Linked DNA regions of Mus musculus: all the other regions are linked to region 3. A link is a contact called in public Hi-C data. All regions are on one chromosome and are shown on one strand. The core of a region is the stretch at or near the end of the contact, and the rest is flanking DNA. Distances in the headings are between cores, read along the strand shown. Region 1 holds the start of 3110006O06Rik (a long non-coding RNA gene). Region 2 holds the start of Nr2f1 (nuclear receptor subfamily 2, group F, member 1). Region 3 overlaps Mctp1 (multiple C2 domains, transmembrane 1).

Region 1 (3,943 bases), core at 66-2,565, 1.4 Mb before region 3:
TTTAATAGATACATGGTTTTGACAGTCTCACCTGCTCTGAACACCCCAGTGTCAGAGACTCAAGAGAGCGGATGATGCAAATTCTGTTCTCATGAGAGGGGATAAATTTCATTCAAAGCTAAATAAAATAAGGTTCGAGTTTCAACACAGCAAAGGTGTTAGATTTGGAATCTGTAAATCTCCTCTTAGGAGTGGCGCCTGGCGTTGCCAGGGAGACTACGCAGAAAAATCAGATGCCACACGGAAGTGGTCTTCCATTACTGCACTTTGCTCAACGCGATAATTAAAACAAAACAAAATAAGTAAAACGCCAAACAAGGAGATTTATCTAAAACTCCTTGAGAGGACTGAGATTTGAAGCTGAGAAAAAGTGGCGGGTATTAGCCAGAAACCCCTGGGTTGAGGCTGTCAAGTAAGTTGCTGTCAGGCTTTTTAGCTGGCCAGTAGGGCTGCCGAGAGCCTGCTGCAGATCGGCTTCGCTTGCTTCGCTTAAGCTCCTAGGAGCTCCAGAGTTAGTCCGACAGCTTCAGCCAACAGGGTGGTGGGATCAGCGGCTGGTGCATCTGAGTGTGCATTTTTTTCTTTTTTCCCCTTCCTTCCTTCCTTCCTTCCTTCCTTCCTTCCTTCCTTCCTTCCTTCCTTCCTTCCTTCCTTCCTTCCTTCCTTCCTCCCTCCCTCCCTCCCTCCCTCCCTCCCTCCCTCCCTCCCTCCCTCCTTCCTTCCTTCCTTCCTTCCTTCCTTCCTTCCGTTGAAACGTAGATCTGTGGTGACTGAGATTATAGGCCTGTGAATAAAGTGGTCCCATCAGAGACCCTTTAAAGCGGAGTTGTTACAGATTCTGCCACCTAACTGGTGGGAGTGATGAAAAGTTGGTTCAAGAAATTTGGGTTGGGGGAGCAAAGACGCTTACCAAGGTGACTGCGGGGTGGAGCTACGTTCTACTCCGCGCAGACTAGATGCAAATTCGGGAGACTCGCTGGCAAAGGGAGAGTCAACTCTGGGCGCTAAGATTATTACCGGGCAGGGAGCAAGCAAGACTCTCCACCCACAAACTGTAGTCTTTAAGCTCACTGTTGTTTTGGGCTCAGATCAGAGGTTTCAGAAGAGAATATCCTATGGCGTGGGAGTGGCTGGAGTGAGGAATCCCGCTAGGCCTGAACTTTGGGGTTCGGGCCAAGGGGAGAAGAAAGGGGAAGCTGGGCGCTGTCCATGGTTCTGGGAAGAGCACGGTGCCTTCACGTAGCTTCTTTTAGCTGTCTCCAAACTGAGGTGAGGTGTAAAAAGTAAAAAGGGACACCAACTCACAGGATTAGAAAATTTCCCTCCTAGCAAATGTGGAAAATACAAAAGTGACAGCACAATAAAAAATATTCTAGGCGGGTCCTACTTTCATTTCTGGTTCATTACAGCGTAGACAGCAGTGTTAACTGGTCATTCGTTGTTGTGGGGTATTTTCCTCCTTAAAGTGTATCATCACACTTCAAACTATGTAATCAGCAATTGCTGATTGCAAAATAAAGAGGAAAGAAAAGAGAAAAAGCATTACTGGACACTCTAAATATGTTCAAGGGTAGGATAGTTAGCTATTTCAAGAGTGCTAGGGATAAAAGCAGAGGGTGACTTAACTGTGCTAGATCCCATTTTATTGAGGAAGATATACTTTTCACCTAAATACTTCTTTGAATTCTACACTTGTGAAATACTATAGATGTCAACAAGAATAAAAGGAGCGATTTACCTGTTGGATAGGAATTAATTCTGTGTTGTAAAGCAATGCTTTTAATTGCATTATTAAAAAGCAAAACAATCTTTTTTTTTTTACAAAAGGCTTGTGATCAGAAAGAAAGCAAATTCAGACAGAAATAATTTCAATAATAATGTAAAGAACTGCAAATAGAAATATAAGCTCTGTAAACATAAATGTAAGCTATCCAGAAAGGCACCATGTTCTTGAAAAGCATTGTACATAATGATATAACAAATGCATCATGCAATGTTTAGCTAAGCCAGAATTGTGAGAAACAGGGAAAGAATTGACCATAATTGTTTTAATCATGGAAATCTTATGTAGCCTCAGCACCTTGAATCCATGTGACAATGAAGAAGAAAGAGGACATGAATCCAAACAGCTGACACAATGATCGGCAGCAACTGACAGCATCACATTTGATATTTGATATCAAGCACTAGATCAATATTTGTGAGATCAATGCAATTTTAATGGTTTTCTTTCAAAACTGCATGAAAGCCAAGTTGTGTCACTCTGTGCTACTGTTATCTCTAGAGCTGGTTATTTCAGGGGATGATATTAAGTAATTTACTGAAGCAAAGCAAAAGGGGTGAGGGTGGGAGAATACACCACAAAACACAACTTACTGTGAATATTGCTTCAGCTGACACATTCTGATGGTCCATGGGTCCAGGATGTACTACATGTTTATGTAAAAACTCCACTTATTTAAGTGTGACTTAAAAAGATGAAAAGCTTTGGAAAAATAATTAGGAGGTATGGGGGGGGCACGATGAGCTGGATCAGAGAGCAATCTTTGACATTGTAAGAATTAGGTGGTAGCTGAACAAACACAAATGTTCATGATAGAAAGGGTGACTGTGGTCTTCCCTCCTATAGGACCAAGTAGGAAAGAACACATTCTTCTCCATTCTTGGCAGAGCAGAGCTGAGAGCAGCACCTGATACTTAAGCAATGCTCCCACAAAGGTAAAATAGAAACAAAACAAAAACAAAAACCCAGGTAGGTATAAACAGTAAAACTGAAATGTTGTTGGTGTTGCTGGTGACCTGACACAGGAGAACACAGTTCTCTAACCTTTAGTTCTATTTGGATGGAATTCTTAACTTGGACTTACTGGGTTTTAGAGATCCACTTTTGAGGAGTTTCGACTTAAAGGGATCCAAGGCCTTCATTCTGGAAGGAAACTCCTGGGGAGGGCGCCAGAGGTTATGCAGCTAGAGGAGCCCATCTCAGTAGGCCCCACACACAGGTGACAAGAGCACTGGGGGGTGCTCTTGACAAGCAGAGGTTTGATTTCTCAAATGAGGAAGACCAAGAAATAGCTTTCATTCATAATTCAATTTTAATTTAAAACTTATGGGGGGTTGCTTTTCACTGAAATAATAGGAACATTTTAGGAAATTTCTGACACCTAGATTTAAAGACCTATCAATCTCTAGACAGAGAATAAAATACTTTGAAACTATGGCATTCTCACCCCCAAGTGCTTCCCTTTTCTTGACTCTAACATGTTGTCTGAAGTAATGAACTTTAAATGAAGTTCACACACCAGTGCTTTTACAAAAGTGCATCTCCATGTTGTACTCTTTAAGAAACTAGGTAGAAACAGAATTTTCCAGAATTTTAATAATTCCATTTTAAAAAACCCACCACAGTTTGCATGTGTCTCTATGCTCTTTTGTATTCAAAATTGGCAGGGTGCCTATAAACTAAAGACATTAGCACTTAAAATCAATTTTCCTTAATGAAGTAAAGCCAACCTTACACACAAGTATGTATTATACACCAGCAGAGATTTACAGACGCAAATAAGCTTGGAGCACTTAAAAATATTTATTGCAAAGTTTTGAATATTTTGAACATGATAAATTTGTATCACAAAAATTTTTACAAACTTTTATGTAGACCAGCACATATAGAGCAACTACTGTCTATACAGGCACAGAATAGACAGACACATTTTGCACATGTTGTCTGGAGATTGCATGAAATGAACAGCAGTGGACATAGCAGTCAGTAAGAAGCTATGTATATGTGGGACAAATCTATGTATTTAGGTACACATTCTTTTCCTATTTGGTCTTTAAAAAACTCTGATGTATTTTAAGGAAGAAAATAAACTTTATATTCAATGGTAAAACATGGACTTCCTTTTGGCAACTCATAACTTGACCAATATTTCTCCTCATA
Region 2 (3,507 bases), core at 138-2,637, 1.4 Mb before region 3:
CCTCTCGCCCCTCTCTCCCTCCTCTCCTTTCTCTCACCCACTCTCCTCTTGCCCTATCTCTCCCCCTTTCTTTTCCTTACATATTCTACTAGTTGTCGCCCTTCCTCTTTCTCTCCCTCCTTTTCTCTTTCACTCCTTTCCTCTAGAAGAGAGAAGACTAAACTTGAAAAAAAAAGGAGGAGGAGGCACCCCTCAGTATTCTTCTTATCGTTATTATATATATATATGTATGTATATATATATATATATATATGATTTTTTTTGGAGGGAGGGTGTTGGTTCCCAGCTGAAGAGCACTTATTTAAAATACTAAAAAAAGAACATTTTTGGGCGATCTCCAGGGTTTTTTAACTAGCTCTGTGTGTTATAGCAGAAGAAGCAGAAGAAGCAAGAAAGAGGAAAAGAAGAGGATTATTTATTCGACCTACTTTGGATGTCTCTCTCGCTTTCTCTTTTTCCTTATTTTCTCAAGCATTTTCTTCTGATTTTTATTTTTTTCCTATTTCGCTGTGAATTCGTCGCTGGCGTGAATTATCTCGTATTTTTCTCCCCCTTCCGTCACCTCCCGAAAGAAGAAGGCAGAGAGAACCCGGCGCCACCCGCACAACAAAAAGAGCAAAGTGTGTGATCTTCCTCGCCGGCTGCCTCCCGCTCTCCAGCGCTGCCTTCCTGAATGGCTGGCTGCGTCCGGCCCTGGACCTGGCCCCCAGACACCCGAGCGCCCTGATCCTCGCCGGCAGCTTCGTCCCGATCCTGCTCGACTCTCCCAGCTCCCCGCACTCTTGAAACCGGGCGAGGGCTCCCGCCAGGACAGCGGCGGCGGCACGGGCAGCACCGGCCTCGGCTCGCTCTCGGGCTGCGGCCCCGACTCCGGCTCGGACTCCCGCCCGGGCCCGGGCTCCTCCAGCGGAGCACGCAGCGGCGGCCAGCTCCTCCAGCAGCGTCTGCAGCCGCGACCTCCTCCTCCGCGGCCGCCGCCGCCCTCGCCGCTTCCTCTATGTCGGCTCAGCCCGCGCTCTGCGCGTAGCCCCAGCGGCCAGCGGCCAGCGGGCGGGCGGGCGGGCGGGCGGGCGCCCGGCGCGGGTGAGCGAGTGTGTGTGCGAGTGTGTGTGTGCGCGGGGGTGCGGGCGAGGCGGAGGGCGAGAGTGTGCGCGCGCCGTGGCCCATGCCCGCCGCCCCCGGCGCTGCGCCCCGCGCCGCTCCCGGCTGCCGCCTGTGCCATTTCTGATTTTGCAAGTTGGGGAAGAAGAAAAAAGCGAGAGAAGGGAGCTCGCTCGCTGGGGGGTGGGGAGGGGGGAGAGAGAGAGAGGCCCCCCCAGGAACGGAGTGCGGGGGGAGCGGGCGAGGGGAGCAGGGGTGTTGGGGGGGGGGAGCCTGAGAGCCTGGGGGGGCTGCAAAAAGAGAGAAAGAAAACAGCAGGAACCACAACAAAACGCCAGCAGGGCGGGCGGGCGCGCAGCAGCAGCGGGGCGGCTGAGGCAGTAACGGCGGCGGCGGCGGCGGCGGCGCAGGCAGAGGCCGGTGCCCGGCTCGGGCTCGGCTCCGGCGACCCCGGGGCGCCCGGTGGGCCCCCCGCCCCCTCCCCCTCCCCCCTTCCCCTTCCCCTTCCCCTCCCAGCGCGCCCGCGCGCCCCGCGGCCCTCGGCGAGCAGCTCGGCTCCCCCCAGCGCTCCCTGGGCCCAAAGATATGGCAATGGTAGTTAGCAGCTGGCGAGATCCGCAGGACGACGTGGCCGGGGGCAACCCCGGCGGCCCCAACCCCGCAGCGCAGGCAGCCCGCGGCGGCGGCGGCGGCGAGCAGCAGCAGGCGGGCTCCGGCGCGCCGCACACGCCGCAGACCCCGGGCCAGCCCGGAGCGCCCGCCACCCCCGGCACGGCAGGGGACAAGGGCCAGGGCCCGCCCGGTTCAGGCCAGAGCCAGCAGCACATCGAGTGCGTGGTGTGCGGGGACAAGTCGAGCGGCAAGCACTACGGCCAATTCACCTGCGAGGGCTGCAAAAGTTTCTTCAAGAGGAGCGTCCGCAGGAACTTAACTTACACATGCCGTGCCAACAGGAACTGTCCCATCGACCAGCACCACCGCAACCAGTGCCAATACTGCCGCCTCAAGAAGTGCCTCAAAGTGGGCATGAGGCGGGAAGGTGAATATTTCTTCTCTGCTTCTCTCCCTGCGCTTCGCCCGCCTCCCTGCTCTTTCTTTCTCTCTCGCCTTGGTGCCTGTGGCTGTGGGGATGGGGCTTCTGTGGTCCCAGCCGGTCCGGGCTTCCCAGTCTTCGCTGCTTTCCTCCCCCAGCGTCCCCCCCCCCCCAGCTCGCTGCCGCTGCCTCCCCCTCCCGCCCTGCGCTCCTCTCCCCGGCTCCTCCACCCCGCCCGCTGCCTGCTCAAGATTGTGTCCCTGGGATCGTGAGCTGTAGCTTAAAAATCCCTCCCTTCCTCTGTTGGATGTGCTCCGTGTGTGTCTCGTTCCCGCTTGTGTGTGAGGATGCTTGGGGCTGTGCTAGCATGAACTTGGGAGGGGTGATGATTTTCTGCAGAAAACCGTTTCTCTCCGTGTGTGTTTTTGTTTTTTGGTTTTTTTTGTTTTTCCCATTCTACTTTCTCCTCTGCCTCATCGTACCTTTTATTTATAATGGGAGAGGACTGGGGCTGGAGGACCCTGAACCATAGATTCATTGCTGCCACCATCCTTTAGGAAGCTTAGCTTGGAAAAAGAGGAGTGAGATTTATTGCACTTGTAGGTCTAATTAGGGGGGAAGGGGGGCTTCTGGCCTGTTCACTGGCTCCCTCTCCTCTTCAGGGATCTGGGGCCGCCTCCTCCCGAGCTGTGGCCTTGTTTTCACCCCTATACTTTGAAAGGAAAGTTTGTGACTGAACCCTGCTTTCATAGTAGTGTCATTTTTAAAGCTTGATACTCGTTTTATTTCTTCATCAAACTCCACCCTCTGCTTAAATACTGCATACAAATTACAATTTACAACGGCATTTACCGATCCTTCTGATCTGGCTATAATGCACAGACTGCAGCTGGCTTGAGCTTCTGCATCATTTAATCGATGTGTGAGATTTTTTTTTTATTAAGCACAACTTTTGATGTTTAATTTGGATATGCTTCATATTCATGTGGCATGAGATGGAACACTTTTCTTACAAATATATTTAGCGGTTTATAGTTAAAGTTTATCTCCTGGCAATCATTAAACATATCTTATAGTCAAATTAGTGAACCAGTCAATTTCGAAGAACATAGATTACTTCTTCTTGTAATTGACTTCAAAATTATATTTTATATGCCACAAGAAAAGAAATTGAATTCCTTCAGATCTCAAGGAGAAGGCAAATATGACGACTCCATTGCTAGCTCCAGGGAGATTGTTTAGGCATCTGAAAAAAAAAAAAACAAAAAACAAAAAAAAACAAAAAAACTTTGAATTGTGCTCTCATTTAATTGAAAAATAACTGCCAAGTTCAAAACTATAATTAGAAAAAGTATTCTAACCATTGTGTTTCA
Region 3 (3,731 bases), core at 807-3,306:
GAATCATACGTGATTTCTGTAATTCCATTTGTAACACTGGTTCAGAAGCAGGCTAGTCCAGCATTCATGCTAAATTATGCCTTTCCTTTATGCTTTTAACATATATTTGATAAGAATGGCTTATTGTTAAAAGGGTACTTTTCAGTTTCTGCATTTACAGTCTGAATTTTTTAAAATGCAATACTAAAAGAAAGCAAGTTCCTGGTGAGGGGAGTGTGGGACGAAAGGGGACAGAAGGCCCAACTGCCGCAGGTTCTGAAGCTTCTGTGAGCTAGTTTCATTCTTAGCAAATATCTGAAGAACCTTAATGCATATATCCCATGTGAGTTTGTACATATGGATATTTTTCTAAATCATGTACATTATCATAACAAGAATGCCTTCTGATGCTTTATGAATTAGATAAAATAGTTAATCAAAGTATACTGCTAAAAAACTTATGTAGCTTATTCAAAAGCAAATGGAGACATTAACTTATATCATGGACATAAAGCATACCTTGGAAACAGTTCAATTTTTTGATATTTATTCTTTGTATCAACAAACACAATCTTTCTTTTCTTTTTAAATTTTCTTTATTAACATTTCAAATTTTATCCCTTTTCCTCATTTCCACTTGTAAAGCCTTCCTACCCTCCACCGCCTGCTCACTAACCTACCCACTTCTGCTTCCTTGTCCTGGAATTCCCCTACACTGGAGCATCGAGCCTTCACAAGACCAAGGGTCTCTCCTCCCATTGATGACCGACTAGGCCAGCCTCTGCTGCATATGTAGCTGGAGCCATGAGTCCCATCAAGTGTACACTTTGATTGGTAGTTTAGTCCCTAGGAGCTCTGGGGTACTGGTTAGTTCATATTGTTGTTCCTCCTATGGGGCTGCCAACCCCTTCAGCTCCTTAGGTCCTTTCTCTAGCTCCTTCATTGGGGACCCTGTGCTATGTCCAATGGATGACTGTGTGCATCCATTTCTGTAACAAATATAATCTTAAGATAGTAAATAATGGCAATACCTTCATGTATTTCCTTTAGCTATAAATTATTTTACTCTCTTCTTTTATCTGCTCCATTAGGTGGAATGATGTATATTTTAAAGGCTGCATATATTCTCTTCTTCCATCATAGATTTTAACTAATGATCATAAAATGAAGACAATGCTTATTGGACACTGTCAGCATAATTACATGACAATGGCAACTACAGGTCCATGTTGCTAAAACTCATACTGCTACAATGCCATGGGGGAAACAAGCTGGCGTCCCCATTCAACAAGACAACAGGATTTGGAAAAACATTTGACACAACAACTACATGCATTTTGTACAATTTGCTAAATGAACACACTGGTTATTTTTTAAGGAGAGTGTATTATTTAAAGGCTGTTTTACATATAATATTGTATATACGATATATATTATATATATTATATCTATGTATACCTGCATGCTACTAATGTCTCCAACTGGCCATAATAGCTTTCAGGATCTGACTTGATTTTTCTCTTCTACAGCCTGCTTTTTTATTTTCTTTTTCAGAATAGACCCATAATGTTTAGGGGACATACCAAGAATAATAAATCCCAATCTCTGCATATAATATACCTTCATGACACACTCAAGCTGGAAATCATAGGAACCAATAAAAACGTAGGCAGCTACTGATAATGAGGTCAGAAATACAAATAAATTTACTTTTAATGAAGACTGGAGGCACAGTAATCACAGTGTTCAAATTCATTTCATGCATATCTCATTTGCTTCGTAGCTGATATTTACCACGCAAGTCTGTGAGAAAGTAGAGACCTAAGATGCTCCAGATAAATGGCTCAATTAATTGTACAGAGGTAGACCTCTTTGAGCTGAGCCAGAGCTGTGAGCTCTTTATTAAAAGCACTATTCTGTAGCCCCTAACCTTGTTCCTTGACTCCTCTCTGGTTTCCAATTTAAACAAGTCCCCATGCGGCCTGCTCTAAAGGGCTTTGTCTCCCTGTCATTGTTAAGAGAGCAGAGGCATCCAGGAAGTGTGAAATCAGACCTCATGAGTTGAACGGTTCCCCAGGGAACGCTGGACTGCCGCAGAAGGTCAAAGTCATGGGCCGGACCGTCTAAAAGTGTCTGATCGCTGGTCTGTGACACAGCAAGTTGGGGGTGGGGGCTAGACTGAAGAGGACTGCAATTGAACACATCTTAATTAAAGCCCACAGACAGCAAAACAAAATGTTTTCTAGGCAGCCTGTCAAATGGGGCTTAAATTTAGCTCTGCTAATGAATCTGAGCTGCTCACTGTTATTTTGTAAGATAATAAGACTCTCATCTCAGAGGCCGATTTAAAAAAAAAATCTGTAGCGTGTCTTTTTATGCTGTTTTGTTACTTAAATATTTTTCAACAATGAAGACAGTTTTCCAAAAGGAAAACATGGAAAAAAGTATATGCAAATAAAGGGGGCACTAAACATTTCTTTTTAATAACTACTTGTTTTCTAGACTATGAGGCTGATATGCTACAAGTCTTTTATGAACAGCTTAGTTTAGGGAGAAATGTTCAATTAATGGGACAATTTTAATGACTATGAATCATAACCCCCCCTTCTATTACTTTCTGAAAGAAATGGTACATTCATTTTCAAAGTCAGTTCACCTGGGATAGGACAGTTTGTGTGGGCACCCTTTAACACAGTGGCAAGGCAGAGCAGCTTCTCAAAGGTTCCCAGTTCCCCGTATCACTGTTTCTGAAGCTGACCAGCTGGTCTCCCTGGAGAGGCTGTGACCTCTTCCTCAGGAGAAAAAAAACAAAACCCACAAACGATAACAACCAAACCTCCTACAACCCTGGTAAAATGAGGAGGGGGTGTGGAACCACCACAGCCCAGGGCAAAGCTGAGAGAAGGGCTGCTGAGCAGAACTCACAATCTGGAGAAAGTGGGAGCAAGGGCTGAGAAAGAGAACTCTCCTCTTCCTTTTGAAACTTGAAAGAACTCATCATCGGTTTAAAGATAACTCACTAAATTTTCTTCAAAGAAAGTCTCACTCAATACAGAAGAAATGAACAAGTAGAAATTAGGCTCCTCTCTCTCTCTCTCTCTCTCTCTCTCTCTCTCTCTCTCTCTCTCTCTCTCTCTCTCTCACACACACACACACACACACACACACACACACACACACATACACACTCCTCAGTTGGTCTTTCTGGTCCCATAATCTGGCCAGTTTTAGGGAACATGTGATTTCATGCTGGAAAGATTATTCCCCAGTGAACAGGACCAGTCAGCCCCTAGTTTTGCTTTGATGGTACAGAGAAACAGGAACCTTTCTCTGGGCAGCTGACTTGAGGACATTGTACTTAGAAGTATTTTCAGTTACTCAAACATTTTCCCTTAAAAGAATTTAGTGCATCAAAGTTTCAAACCTTAGTGCCACTTTCTCAGGCTGTGAAAGGCTGTCCACAATTTGACTGAAATTTCAATCCACTCCTGTGCTGTGCTCAATGTGTGCATATGTGTGGGAGTTGTAAATTGAGGCCTTAACCACCAGAGTTAATCTCTTTTTTAAATCTGTATTAACCTTAATGATCTGAAGTGCACTGGCCAACACTGGGCTATTGAGACAGAAGAAAAAACTCTCCTTGACTATCAATAGTTTATTAGGGGCTTAACTGAAGTGACCTACTGTAGTTGTGTTCTGCCGAACAAGGCTATAGGCTTTTTGTGGAAAGGGAAGGAATTGAGGGTTTCATT

Evidence for each region. A called contact is a pair of places that touch in the nucleus more often than the background predicts.
Region 1: a Hi-C map of nephron progenitors shows a contact between it and region 3, with 2.9 times the contacts expected there. The contact joins the promoter of 3110006O06Rik here to the enhancer-like site in region 3. A contact is called at or near these places in 1 of 484 Hi-C or Micro-C datasets (nephron progenitors), 4 of 115 datasets of contacts at active chromatin or transcription factors (the NIH/3T3 cell line, astrocytes, embryonic forebrain and 1 more) and 2 of 9 other capture datasets (embryonic tail and embryonic trunk).
Region 2: a Hi-C map of nephron progenitors shows a contact between it and region 3, with 2.8 times the contacts expected there. The contact joins the promoter of Nr2f1 here to the enhancer-like site in region 3. A contact is called at or near these places in 11 of 39 promoter capture datasets (the C10 cell line, cranial neural crest, embryonic stem cells and 5 more), 3 of 484 Hi-C or Micro-C datasets (cortical neurons, embryonic stem cells and nephron progenitors), 15 of 115 datasets of contacts at active chromatin or transcription factors (VIP interneurons, astrocytes, differentiating embryonic stem cells and 7 more) and 3 of 9 other capture datasets (adipose tissue, embryonic tail and embryonic trunk).

What each region holds. Positions count from the first base shown.
Region 1 is chr13:78,168,660-78,172,602 of GRCm38.p6, reverse strand. It overlaps 3110006O06Rik (a long non-coding RNA gene), which reads right to left and starts at 1,315. Exons shown (of 2, transcript XR_003950646.1): 1 at 911-1,315. Gm38604 (a long non-coding RNA gene) reads left to right here. Exons shown (of 3, transcript XR_873690.3): 2 at 2,630-2,718.
Region 2 is chr13:78,196,753-78,200,259 of GRCm38.p6, reverse strand. It overlaps Nr2f1 (nuclear receptor subfamily 2, group F, member 1), which reads left to right and starts at 1,387. Exons shown (of 3, transcript NM_010151.3): 1 at 1,387-2,140. The coding sequence starts at 1,687. It overlaps A830082K12Rik (RIKEN cDNA A830082K12 gene), which reads right to left and starts at 2,243. Exons shown (of 3, transcript NR_045195.1): 1 at 2,038-2,243.
Region 3 is chr13:76,809,031-76,812,761 of GRCm38.p6, reverse strand. All of the region lies in intron 10 of Mctp1 (multiple C2 domains, transmembrane 1), which reads right to left. Among named protein-coding and RNA genes, the nearest start is that of Gm24519, 210 kb to the right of the region's middle. RefSeq lists an enhancer at 883-2,883. Within about 2 kb of position 2,056, at least 53 of the 459 cell types and tissues checked have an H3K27ac peak or open chromatin away from gene starts, as enhancers often do. A contact at or near this core is called in VIP interneurons, cortical neurons, embryonic tail and 6 more, where this site is marked.